Regions from separate parts of the Capra hircus genome. Here region 2 is linked to region 1. Evidence: chromatin contacts called from public Hi-C data. All regions are on one chromosome and are shown on one strand. The core of a region is the stretch at or near the end of the contact, and the rest is flanking DNA. Distances in the headings are between cores, read along the strand shown.

The links. A called contact is a pair of places that touch in the nucleus more often than the background predicts.
Region 2: a contact with region 1 is called in a Hi-C map of blood, with 15 times the contacts expected there. The contact joins two enhancer-like sites. A contact is called at or near these places in 2 of 5 Hi-C or Micro-C datasets (blood and liver).

The regions. Positions count from the first base shown.
Region 1 is chr29:6,571,762-6,578,578 of ARS1.2, forward strand. The region is part of intron 8 of GRM5 (metabotropic glutamate receptor 5); the gene reads left to right. Among named protein-coding and RNA genes, the nearest start is that of CTSC, 230 kb to the right of the region's middle. Within about 2 kb of position 4,105, at least 1 of the 5 cell types and tissues checked has an H3K27ac peak or open chromatin away from gene starts, as enhancers often do.
Region 2 is chr29:7,670,776-7,677,592 of ARS1.2, forward strand. No RefSeq gene overlaps it. Among named protein-coding and RNA genes, the nearest start is that of TMEM135, 290 kb to the right of the region's middle. Within about 2 kb of position 2,491, at least 1 of the 5 cell types and tissues checked has an H3K27ac peak or open chromatin away from gene starts, as enhancers often do.

The DNA of each region.
Region 1 (6,817 bases), core at 2,855-5,354:
CTGTCCACCACCAACTCCCAAAGTTCAGACTCATGTCCATCGAGTCCGTGATGCCATCCAACCATCTCATCCTCTGTCGTCCCCTTCTCCTCCTGCCCCCAATCCCTCCCAGCATCAGAGTCTTTTCCAATGAGTCAACTCTTTGCATGAGGTGGCCAAACTCCTGGAGTTTCAGCTTTAGCATCATTCCTTCCAAAGAAATCCCAGGGCTGATCTCCTTCAGAATGGACTGGTTGGATCTCCTTGCAGTCCAAGGGACTCTCAAGAGTCTTCTCCAACACCACAGTTCAAAAGCATCAATTCTTCGGTGCTCAGCCTTCTTCACAGTCCAACTCTCACATCCATACAGTATTATATGATAGAAAGCATTATCCCCATCCACGGGTAAGAAAACACAGTGAACTGAGATGAGTACAGATGAAGCTACTTTAATTTAGTGCGTATTTAATAAGTAGTAAGTTTTGGATTCAAACCCAAGTCTATAGATTTTCATTTCTTTTTCATTCTAATATGAATTAAACATTCATTTTCTCAACCATGTATCCCATGTTATTGTTGTTGTTCATAAATAAGGGCACTGTGAACATATTTCTGTCACATACAATATTCGTATTTTGATTCTGATTTTACACCCAGGGAAATGACCCCAAAGGTGACCTTTTTTGATACAGAGACAGATCAGTTGAGGTGATGTCATGCAACGAGGTAGCCTTTGGTGCCACTTACATTCCAACTTGGCAGAAGCAGTGTGGCGTAGGGAAGTGAGCCTGGTCAGCAAGGACATGGATTCCAGTCCTGGCGGCTCTGCCTTGTCTGAGCTGGGGTCTTAGCCGGAGCCTCTGGCTGGTGAGGACAATAACACACACCACTCTCTGCGTTAGGCTCACAGGCCATTGAGAGCATGATACGGAGCGTGTCCAGGTTCATGAGATGAGACGCCTCATCATGGGGCCCTCTCAGCTCCTGTCGACCCCATACACAGCTCTGGGAACACATAGAGGAGGCTCCATAACATCACGCTTTGGGAAAGTTACTGAAATAGAAAGGCTTGACCATGTAAATCTGGCTTGTATGTGTATGCTCCGTCGCTTCAGTCGTGTCCAGCTCTTTGCGACCCCATGGACTGTAGCCCGCCAGGCTCCTCTATCCATGGAATTCTCCAGGCGAGATACTGAAGTGGGTTGCCATTTCCTTCTCCAGGGAATCATCCCAACCCGCAGACTGAACCCAAGTCTCTTAGGCCCCCCGCACTGGCAGGCCGGTTCTTCACCACCAGCACCACCTAGGAGGCCCAAATCTGCCCTGAGTTACTGGTCAATCGCTGCTATATCCTGGGGGCTCCTGCCCCCCCAAACTTCCATCATATTCTGAAGCGGTGCATTAAGAAATTTCCATTAAACTGCTTTTTTAGAAGTCAGGTCTCCCTCAGAGTTTCAAGGTGACTTGTAGGAATTAGCCGTTTTTGTCATTCTCCTTGTGGTTTTGGTAATGCATTTATACTTCTTCATGAAAAAAACAAAACTGACTTTTAACTTGCCTAGAACACGCAGCTCCACTTCACCTAATGTATAGAAACGAGATGATGAATCCCTGTGGTGAATTTTATACATAACATAATACGAAGCTCTGTTTGGTGAGGCAAGTGCATGCTCACATGTTCACTTATGTTTAACCAAAAAAGAAAAAGTGGTGAAAGGAAATAGTTGCCACCTCCCTGATGGGCACAAGGGAGCCGCCTGGCTGCTTCTGGGGCACACAACAGATACCCCAGGTGGTGGGAGCTGCCAGAGAGCGCTCTGCTGAGTTAAAACGGCGGAGCCCAAAATGCAAACTAATCACTCTGTTTTCTCCGATCTGTTATTCACATGGCTGTTTAAACTGGAGAGAAAAAGAGAGACCTTGAGTTGGGAAACAAACAGATGGGGCACTGACCTTCCTCTTCCAAAAAACAGACAATGACTGAAAACAAAGCATGGTAAACCCAACGAAGCTCCCGCGGAAGATAAGGGAAGGTACGATCCACGTCTGTTAAGCAAGACGTCTGTTAAGCAAGTCTCAACCACTGTTGAGAGATAATAGTGGTCGATATCAATTAACATGCTGCCGACCCAGGCCTCATGCTCTGAGAACCACCAACTTCCATGTGCTAAGCTCACAGCGACCACATGAAGTAGATAGTATTATATTATTATTCCATGTTTTAAAAGTGAGCGAACTCAAAGGCAAAGAGGTTGTTTTGTCCAAGACAGCATAGCCGTTGAGGGAAATGGATGGTATTCAAACCCAGGGTCCTCTGAATCTAAAGACCATGTTTTTTCTACAACAGCATCACTGGTAAGTCCTGAAGAGGATATATCAAGTGGGTAACTGCCCCCCTTTCCCGTCTGCCCCCGGTTAGGACTTTTGCTCTGTGGACTCATGAAACTCTAAGAGGCTGGCTGTTGGCTGGAGTCTTCAGCATACGCTCTGCTCTCCACATACGTGGTGAAGGCCACAGCAGTCTCAGAAACGACCCTAACGTGCTCCTCCTCCGTCTGCCCGCTTCTGACGGTGGGGCCTCCCCACGTGCCCCCCAGTGCCAGTGTCCAGCATCAGGAGCCGCTCCTCTGCACGCAGGTCTAGATACGCGAGTGCCTCAGTGCCAGCTGGGGGCTGTGGTTAGCTAGCGGGAGTGTGAACAGACCTCGGGGCACACACTGGCCAGAATCCCAGGGTGTAGTCACCACGTAACACTGCCAGAGCAACAGGAGTGAAAGCCGACAAGCAAAGACACTTTCTTCAGGCTCAGATGGTACAGGCAGAACAAGGGAGACACGGAGTGCTACAGTATCAGCGTGGATGCCCGCTGTGGCGGGCAGAATGATGATTCCCAAACATGGTAACGCCCCGTTCCCTGGAACCTGTCAGTATGCTGTCTCCCATGGCAAACGGACTTTGAGGATGTGGCTATGTTCAGGATCTTGAGACGAGATTATCTTGGATCATCCAAGTGGGCCCAGTGCAATCACAAGGGTCCTTATTGGAACTGGTGGTAAAGCACCTGCCTACCAACGCAGGAGGCACAAGAGATGCTGGTTCGATCCCTGGGTCAGGAAGATCCCCTGGAGGAGGGCATGGCAACCCACTCCAGTACTCTTGCCTGGAGAATCCCATGGTCAGAGGAGCCTGGCGGGCTACAGTCCACAGGGCTGTGAAGGGTCGGGCATGACTGAGTACACAGGCTTACAAGAGGAAGGCAGGGATATCAGAGTCAGAGAGAGCCGAAGATGCTGACTTAGAGGATGGAGGAAGGGCCTAGAGGGCAAGGCAGCCTCCAGAAGCTGGAAAGGCAAGGATCATCCTCAGGAGGAATGAGGTCCTCATGATTTTAGCTTAATGGAAGCCATTTTGGACTCCTGATCTATAGAACTGTAAGATAATAAATGTACGTCATTAAGTTTGTGGTCATTCATTATAGAAGCAAGAGAAAACACACAGCTTCTGTAAGATCGGGGGCACAAACACCCCAAAAAAGATACCCGGATTCAACCAGACGAGAGGAGGTTTTCATCTTTACACAGAACTCCTGTGTGGTTCCCTCCATGACATTCTCCAAGGTTTTATTCTGGTTCAGTATGAGACACACACACACACACACACACGCACACAACTAGAGATCACCGAGACAAGACCATTTTCTTATTCATCCCTAGGTCGAGTTATTCAATCCCCAGGTTTCTCATCATCCCTAGCAGAAACTCGGTAAATTGTTGCTGTGGTCTCAGAGGAAATAAAAGGAAATCAAGCCCTACTGAGCTCTGACTTTGCTCCTCCGAGTATCCACCAGGCCCACTGTGCTACCCTTCCATCTCAGCCTCTCCCAAGGTTATGTCCTGTCCATGGTACTCCAGATCCCAGTGGAGTCCTGGTCAGTAGCTGAGGGGAGCGGGGCCAACTTGACTCACTGGGGTGAGCCTGGCACCACGGACAGTGTACTCCAACCCAGACAGACACACGGTGACATTGCGGGGGCATCTGAGGGAAATGAGAGGGGGACCTGAGTCCAGAGTGACCACGGACACATCTCGCAGGGACTCTCCCGCCACCGGGCACAGCCAAGTGTGCAGCCCCTCACTGGAAGGCTGGGGCCCAGGCGAAGCAGGCTCTGCTCCTCTGGGCACACAGCTGGCGGCTGCCAGGGCAGCACGTGGAGAACCAAGCATTTCAGCCTGCAAGCGGACCAGCAAGCGCTTTTCCCTTTCGATACTTCACTAATAAAAATCTAAGGAAAAATCAATTCTAACCTCCACTCACAACTGGAGTTTAACTCCAGGATTTGTTTTAATCTAAAGGATGTTTGCAATATCTGGTGATACTTGAGAAAAACTGAGCACACTGACTTCAGTGGAGACCTTGCAAAGACACCTGGGCAGAATGCTAATGTGCCGAACGGGAGCCTAGCGGACACGGACTTTGGGCGTCTGGCCTGTCTCTTTCACCTTCAAACTCCAGATCCCTGCATCAAGGCACAGGTTATCTAATTTCCCCTTGGACATTTCCAGAGGCTTCCGTTTAATTGTATTCACTGTGCAGACACTGCTTTGTGACTGCTTCTCCGGGGAGAACCGTGCCAGACAGAGCGCAAGCTAGCAGACAGCCTCTAAACTCCAGGGCGTCTCTAACCGTCCTGAGAGATGCTGGTGAAGGACCAGACTCTGGGTGTCAGCTGCTTACAGACGGCCCCCTTCTCTCCTTCTTTCTCACCCTGCAACCTTCATCCCTACCCCCCGCAGTCAGCGGACCAGGTCCTTCACCTGCACTGGGTGCCAGGAGGGCTTCTGGGCATCTAAGAAGAGACAGCATGTTTCTGCTGTAGGAGTTCTCACCTTGTATACCAGGGAAAAGGAACCGCCACCATGGGCTCGTACAAAGAGCCTGATGCACAGAGCCGGACACTAACTCTTGTGGAAGCACTGCTAACAGCAGATGTTCTGACCCCTGGCTATACCAACTGAAGGAGATTCCTCATACTAACGTGCTCGTTTCCTCGTCATCGCTGCTATCATATTTCTATACCCACAAAAATAATATAACATATAAAAGCTGGGGGAAAATCAACATTATTTCCTAGCACACGAATGCCAGATTTTTATAACATGCCTATTCTTCTCACACATCACAGAGGAGCCTTGCCCAAATATTCTCCTGCCGCTCACTTTTCCACCAGAGATGCCTTTCAAATCCAATAGGTCATGTTACCCGTGTTGAGTCTTCAGGAATCAAACTGACTACCATCAAGACCTTCCGTTTACTGAGGATGCACCAACCGCCCATGAGTGCAATTTATTTCATCCAGTATGGTCCTTACAGCAACCCTGTTCAGGAGGGTAGGCATGCCCACTATGCTGATGAGGCTTAGAGAGAGAAAGACACTTGCCCACCAGGGTGAGCGGCTACCGCAGGGTTTGAACGCAGTTGCTGCACTTAAGAACTCCAGCCCTAACACACCCCAAAATGCAAGGCTTTCTCTAAAGCCTGAGAAGCCAGTCTGCTGTGTCACATGCTTAGTCCCACTGTTTCTGGAGAGGAACAAAGGACAGTGAAGAGACAGGTCGCAGCCTTCGACTTGAGTGAAAATCGAGTCAGATTCTGTATGCCGCACTTCATGTCTGGGGCCCAGGGCAAGTGAGATGGGGATGTGGATGGGCTGGGAGGGGGTGAGAAAGGATGCTGAGGGCGGGGCCTGGCAGTCACTGCTGCGCCGCGTGAAATCAAGTCCGGAGGCACTCCAGCCCCAGGCTTAAACAGGCAGAACCTAGAGAGGAGAAGGTGCTGTGTAGGATGTGAAAAAAGGCTAATCACCGTGATGACGCTGATGACGACAGCACAGGGCAGGCACTATTATCGGTTCCTCGCAAACATTCATTGACTCCTTGAGACAGCCCCGTGGAGGAGGCAACGTGAGCAGCCTCATTTTATCAATGAGTGAACTGAGAGAGAGAGCCGGAAAGCCCACCGCCCAGGGACAGGTATCTGGAAGGGATCGGAACCTTGAATTCTAATGCACGCAGTCCGTGGCCTTCGCCAGCGGCAATTATAAATGTGAAGACTGTATTTGAAAGGGCAGTCAAGAGTTAGTAGGAGCAGATGAAAGGTCAGGATCGAGAAAGACATTTGAGAATGTGTCACCATCACCGTAATTTTTTTTTTAATTTATTTTTTAGCTGGAGGATAATTGCTTTACAGTGTGTTAGTTTCTGCTGTACAACAATGCAAATCAGTCCCATATATATATTATATGTATAATATATATACATATTCTCTCCCTGTTGAACCTCTCTCCCACCCACCCTCTTTCTGGAAGTCTTAAAGCCCCTGACGAGAGCACCAGTCCCCAACCTTTCTGGCACCAGTGACTAGTTCTGAGGAAGGCAATTTTCCCACAGACGGGGGTAGGGAAATGATTTCATGATGGTTCTCACAAGGAGCACTCAACCTAGCCCCCTCACATGCCCGGTTTACAGGAGGGTCTGAGCTGCTATGAGAATCCAAAGCTGCCGCGCTCTGACAGCAGGTGGCGCTCAGGAGGTGATGCATAAACACAGGTGGGGGTGGCCGCAAACACCAGCAAGGTTCCCTGGCTCACCTCCCGCTGTGCGGCCGGGCTCCTAACAGACCACCCACAGGTCCCAGCCTGTGGCCCCGGGGCTGGGGACCCCTGGTCCAGAGCACTAGTTAATCCAGTTAAGGCCCAGAGCCAATCCGGTTTGGTCATTAAAGCAAACACTCAAGAGAAGGGCATTTCAGAGTCTTGGTGGAAATGTCTGCATAAGGCAGA
Region 2 (6,817 bases), core at 1,241-3,740, 1.1 Mb after region 1:
TTCCATTATACATATATATGTCTCTGTGTGTGTGCATCTTATTCACGCATCCATCTATTGTTGTTGTTCGGCTGCTAAGTCACATCTGACTCTTTGTGACCCCATGGACTGCAGTAGGCCAGGCTTCTACAGAAGGACCCTTAGGTTATCTCCATATCTAGATTATCTTAAATAATGTTGCTATTAACATAGAGGTGCATGTGTCTTTTTAAATGTGTGGTTTTTGTTTTTGTATGTGTGTGTTTGTTTTTTTCAGGTAAAAACTCAGAAGTGGAATTGCTGGGTCATAGGTTTTTCTGTCGTTAACTGTTTGAGGAACTGCTATACCATTTTCCAGAGCGGCAGTACCAATTTACAATCCCACTGACGGTGCACACGGCTGCCCTTTCGCCACATGAAGCTTTCTTAAGAGCTTGGAGAGGGGGCCGGCTTTCTGGCCATGGAGACAGAAGGGTGCGTGGAAAGAAGTACTGCCCCCACTCCCTCATTCTTGTTGTCGCTCAGTTGTGTCTGACCCTTTGTGACCCCATGGACTGTAGCTAGTTAGGCTCCTCTATCCGTGGGATTTCCCAGGCAAGCGTGCTGGAGCAGGGTGCCATTGCCTTCTCCAGGGGATCTTCCTGACCCAAGGATTGAACCTGCGTCTCTTGCATTACAGACAGATTCTTTACCACTGCGCTACCAGGGAAACCCCCTCACTCTCTGGGAACTTGCAAAATTCTTCAAGACCACTTTGGACTTCTGCAGAAGCATTGTAGTTTGAAGAGACCCAAGCTGACATTTAAGTAAACACTAAGCAATCAATTAAACAAGTGACTGGGGTGTAGGACCAAGAAGCTAACTCGATATAAGCCTGTGCGTGAGCTGGATCAACACTCTGTGCCTCACAAGGTGCTTTTTCCTCAAGCTTCTCTCACACCTCCTCTGGAAGGCAGTTTAGGCAGAGAGGCTGGTGCTTCTTGTATGGGTGCAAAAGCGCTGCCCCCCTTGTCAGGCCCTTTCAGTCTGGAAATCTCCCAGGGAGACAGTGACCATCCTACGGGGCCACCAGGAGCAGGCACCAGGCATTTGCTGGGCCCCGGAACCTTTTAAACCTGGGAGACGTGCGTCAGGAGGGGGAACAGGTATGTGCAGGCGGCCATTTGTCAGAAGTTCTAAAGGCTGTTTTGCTCCGCTTGGAGTTTGGAAAGAAACAATGAGTCCAGTGCTTTTGTGATTTTCCAACATGCATTTTTAAAGCTTCCCTCATGGCTCAGTAAAAGAACCTGCCTGCGATGTAGGAGACCCGGCTTCAACCCCTGGGTCGGGAAGATCCCCTGGGTAAGGGCATTGCAACCCTCTCCAGTATTCTGGAGAATTCCATGGACAAAGGAGCCTGGCGGGCTACCATGCATGGGGTCACAGAGTTGGACACGACTGAGCGACTAACACACACACAGCATGCATTTTGGTGGACAGTTCACGGGCTCAGACACCTCCAGTGAACAGTGGGTGCTGATGCTCCCACTCATGGGTCCAACATGGAGCTGGTGGTTTGGCCTCGTCCCGTGTCTCAGGAGCCCCAGGTTCTGCTGCCATCTCTCCTCTCTCCAGGCTGCCTGCAGCCCCCAGCACAGGGCCTGGGTGGGAGCCAGTGAGCCTGAGTTGCGGTTGTGCCCAGGGCTCACCCGAGAGCCCCCTGCTTGTTCTCAGAACATTCAGGATCTTGACTGCCTAGGGGAGCCCCAACTGGTCAAGGTGTGAGCCGACAGAGCTCCTTGCTTTCATGCTGCGAGTCTCGGGGTCCTCTCTCAGATGCACCGTCTCTTATCCATGAGCTCTCTGTAGTGGGTGAGAAGGTATTTTATCCTTTGAGGGGAGGAGTAATTTCCTAGCTGTGATCCACGCGCTAAACGACTACATGGACCCCGGTTTCCTCCAGGGCCTTGCTGCCTCTACCCCTGAAACCAAGGACTTGATGGCTGGGCTCCCTCTGTGAGACACCGCCCAACACACACACAGTGTTGGAGGGAGGCAGGGATTAAGTTCTTTGCGTCCCATGTCCTGCTGCTGCTGCTGCTGTTGCTAAGTAGCTTCAGTCGTGTCCGACGCCGTGCGACCCCATAGACGGCAGCCCACCAGGCTCCTCCGTCCATGGGATTCTCCAGGCAAGAATTCTAGAACCTTGCATAGACGTGGTTGATACCACACATGAATCCACGGATATGAGGGTTATAATCACTGCCCCTTTGTGCTTGAACATCAAAAGGGCAAACGAACTCCACAATTTGCGTGAGCTTGTGCTTGCTGAAAGTAAGAACTCTGGTTTCCAAATGAGTGCTCACAGTGCCCGACAGCCTCTGACGGGAGTGATCAGTCCAGACAGCATGTGCCCAGAGCCGAGGCCCCACTGATGGCTCAGGAGCAAGACCTGGGTGCGCACAGAATCCAGGCCCAGGAGACGAGGGACCCCCTGTGGGGAGATAAACTTAAGACACTCGGGGCTCGGCTCTCCTCGGGGACTGGCAGCCGCGGGAGGGATCCCTGGACCACAAACCTGGCACAGGTGGGCCTGCTGTCCCGAAGCACCCAGTCACCTGCACCCCAGGGGGTGCCCTGTCCAGGAGGCTCCCCCCTGATCCACCCCCAGCACGCTGAGACACCTGTTTCTTGCGAATCATCTGTTACTCGGGGAAAGCCAGTCACTGGTTGGTTACAAACACCAGGGCCAGGCAGATGTGTGGCATTTCTGACTGTCGGGCTGGGTGCAGGTGGGCAGGACAGTGAGGCTGCCAGACAACACATTTCCCCAGGTCTGGGCCTCTCAGGGTGCCAACTCCGTGACAGGGAGCAGACAATTCATCGTGTCCACCGGACTGAGACGCGACCTCACCTGGAGCTTCCTGCCAGCCCTCCTGAAGGTCAGATGGGCCGCCAGGAGAGGGGCCTCACCCACAGGAAACTCAAGGGAAGGCTTTGGATGGAGGAGCGTGGAGCTCAACTAGGGCGGAGACATGCTGAAGCCGGACGGATGTCAATTTATGGCTCCGAGAGCGGGGGCGGGATGTGTGGTCAATGGATCCCTCCCGCGGCCATCAGTTGCCGGAAATCAACCCTGAATATTCTTCGGAAGGATTGATGCTGAAGCTCCACTTCTTTGGCCACCTGATGTGAAGAGCTGATCATTGGAACAGACCCTGATGCTGGGAAAGATTGAAGGCAGGAGAAAAAGGGGACGACAGAGGATGAGATGGTTGGATGGCATCACCGACTCGATGGACATGAGTTTGAGCAAGCTCTGGGAGGTACTGATTGACAGAGAAGCCTTGCGTGCTACAGTTCGTGGGGTCGCAAAGAGCAGGAGAGCACTCAGCAACTGACACAGCAGGAGAGCCCAGTCCTTGCAAAGCACGGAGACCATCACTCGTGGAGCGCGAGTGCCACCTGGTGGCCAGATATGCCTTGACCAGCATCATCAGTGACCAGGGAAGCCAAGAACCAGGAATCACCAAGGTCATCGCCACAGTAACTGTAACGATGGCAACGCGTTATCAACACCCTACTTCTTTCCTGCCCTCCTGAATTCCGGCCTCGCAGGGTTTTGAGGAGATTGGCCCTTATTGGACATTGATATATATTCTCTTTAAAGCAGTGACCGTGTAATCTTTTGCCATTTTTCAATTCAGTTGTCTTATTAAGTTGTAAAAGTTCCTTATATATTTTGGATACAATTTATTAGTCAGATATTGTGAACATTTTCCTTCTGACTTATGGCTTATCTTTACTTGGTATTTTTCAAAGAGCAAATGTTTTAAATTTTAATAAAAGTCAATTTACCATTAAAAAAAAAAAATAGACATTGACCGGCCTAGATGTACCAGGCACTGTTCATATGCAGCAAGCCCTTCCCTCCTGGAGGTTAAGTTCCGGAGCACAAGAAGGGAGGGTTAGGAAGGATGGGGAGAAGGAGGCAGACACAAGGTATTGCAGCGGAATTAGAATCTCCAGGACAAGATGGCCAGGGGGGTAAGGAAGAGGGAGATGTTAAGAGATTTAGCCTAGGTGACAGGCAGAAGAATAAGGCCCCTAGAGGCTGGCGATAGAGGAGAAGGGGCAGGAAGGGGCAAGAAATGAGTCTGCTTTGGGATCAAAATCAACATTACATTACTTAGACTGTCTTCCCAGGTGGCCCCGGTGGTAAAGAACCCGCCTGCCAATGCAGGAGATGCAAGAGATGCTGGTTCGATCCCTGGGTCGGGAAGATGCCCTGGAGGAGGAAATGGCAACCCACTCCAGCATCCTTGCCTGGGAAATCCCATGGACAGAGGAGCCTGGCGGGCTACAGTCCACAGGGTCACAAAGAGTGGGACATGACTGAGCACGCACCCACAATATATTACATTACGATGGCCCACCTTTCCAATCCCATGAAAAGGCAGCCTAGGTTTGCTAGAAAATTCTCCTGCCATTAGAGGTTAAAATTGTATTGAATGTTGATTGCCAAATACAAATCTCCATACACAGATTTTCATTAAAGGCTTGCTGAACCATCCTACGGAAAATAACAATTGCTAACACAGAGTGTTTTGTGAGAAAGAAGCCTTGTTCCCAGTACTTCCTCCAGTTACCTTAAATCCTCAAAACTCCTTGTGGGCTCTCTACTGGGCTCAAGTCACGCAGTCAGCAAGAGCAGGGCCACCAGCATCTGCAGGAAGGTCACAAGGCCCCTCGGGGAAATCTACTTTCTCCCAGGAGGCGGCTGTAGATGGTGGGCACCATGTGGCCTGTCACCACATCCAGCCACTTTCCCACGGCAGTCAACCTGCTTGAAACTTGATTAGAAGAGGTTTCAGGCCCCCCCAGCTTGGTCACCGGTTAGAGACAGATGTCAAAAAGCTAGAAAAAGACGGAAAGGAAAAATAAAGAGGGAGATCTCCGGTAGCATTACAGGCCGAAAAATGGGGGGTGTGGTTACCCTTCCTCTTTGGGGATGATGAAAATAGAAACCGTGGGCTTCAGTGGTGGTGTGAAGGCAGGAGGCTCTGGCTTCTGGAGAACCCGACTCTCACATGTGCCCGTGAGCGGCACTGGTTCCGCCAGGCTGTGGGACCCACACACAGCTTCTCAGCCAAAAGGCAGTCAGGCGAGTAGAGAAGCCCAGCACGGAAGGTTCTGGGCCCACCTGGGCTTGCGCCATCGTCCAGGATAAATGACTCTAAAAAAACAAACTCTACGTAAAGTTTTACCTTAGTCTGGTGCTCATGGGGAAATGTAATTTCTTACTTTTGACAGTTCTAACTTCCCACTATTCTTATTCCTACTGAATAAAGAAAAAGAAAAGATTGTCATATTGAAAAAGATTATTTAATCACAATAAAAGCATGCAAAACAATACTGAAAAAAATCTCTAATTGAGTGAAAGCTTTATGATAATAGTAGTAACAGTATACCTTAAAATAGCCCCTAGAAAATTGAAAACTGCAATTGGTATGAGTTACTTCACCAGTATGGGGGGAAAAGATGGTCACATTGCCTATGCTTTTTCTTTTTTTTAATTGTTAAATTATTTTAATTTTTAATTTTTTTGAATGGATAGAAGATGTGGTACACAGAAACAATGGAATATTACTCAGCCCTTATAAAGAATGAAATAATGCCATTTGCAACAAGATGGATGGACCTAGAGACCTTCATACCGAGTGAAGTAACTCAGAGACAAATATCATACAGTATCACTTACATGTGGCATCTAAAAAAATGGTACAAGTGAGCTTATTTACAAAACAGAAATAGAGTCACAGATATAGAAAACAATCTTATGGTTACCAGGGGGGAAAGGTCGGGAGGAGGGATAAATTGGGAGACTAGGATTATCTATGTTTTTTCAGTTGATTTCTCTTACCATCAGGAGGTCCGGTAACTCAAATGCCTGCTATGTTCCAGAAACTCTTTAGTACTGGAAATACATCAGTGGATAAAACAAAGATTTCCATCCTTGTGGGGCTTACTCTCTAACAGAGGAGATAGTGAAGCAATAGATTTAATAGATAAGTAAATAATTTAGCATGGTAAAGGGTGCTGATGTCAAGGATTTTTTTTTTTTAGTAGAGGGGTCTGAGATACTAAGATGGGTTAGGCCTCAGGGAGAATGCAACATGTAAGCAAAGGCTTGAAGGTGACTCTGGCCTTCACAAAGCCACATAAGTGGCAGGACATCCTCCAGGACAGCAGAGGTCCAGTGCCTCACCTCCACGCCATCCTAACGGTCTTCTCCCATGGCGCTTCTTAGAACAAACTTTTACTCCAAAATGCCCTGCTGAGTACATTTACACTGAAAAGCAGTAGCAATTTCTCTCACTATACATGATAATTCTGCTCCCAGAACTTATACAACTAGGGTTATGAGCCAACTAACAGCTTCCCAAGTGTTTCCATGGTAAAGAATCCGCCTGCCAATGAGGGAGGATGTGTGTTTAATCCCTGGGTCGAGAAGATCCCCTGGAGAAGGAAATGGCAACCCACATCAGCATTCTTGCCTGGGAAACCCCATGGACTGAGAAGCCTGGAGGGCCACAGTCCATGCGGTCACAAGAGAGTTGAAAACAACACAGACACACGACAGCTTCACAGAATTTAGCTGGTGGTACCTCTGTGGGTCTCAGATTACTCGGCGACGTGACCATGGTGTGTATTAGATTTTTCTACGTGAAGTTCCCAGGAGGCCACCTGCAGAGGAGTCTTACTGAATTTTCCCTGCTATTTTTCTGTATCTTATACAATCACTCCCTTGGGTTCAGGCATACGGCCTCAAGAAATACCATCTGGTTCTAATGAAAAG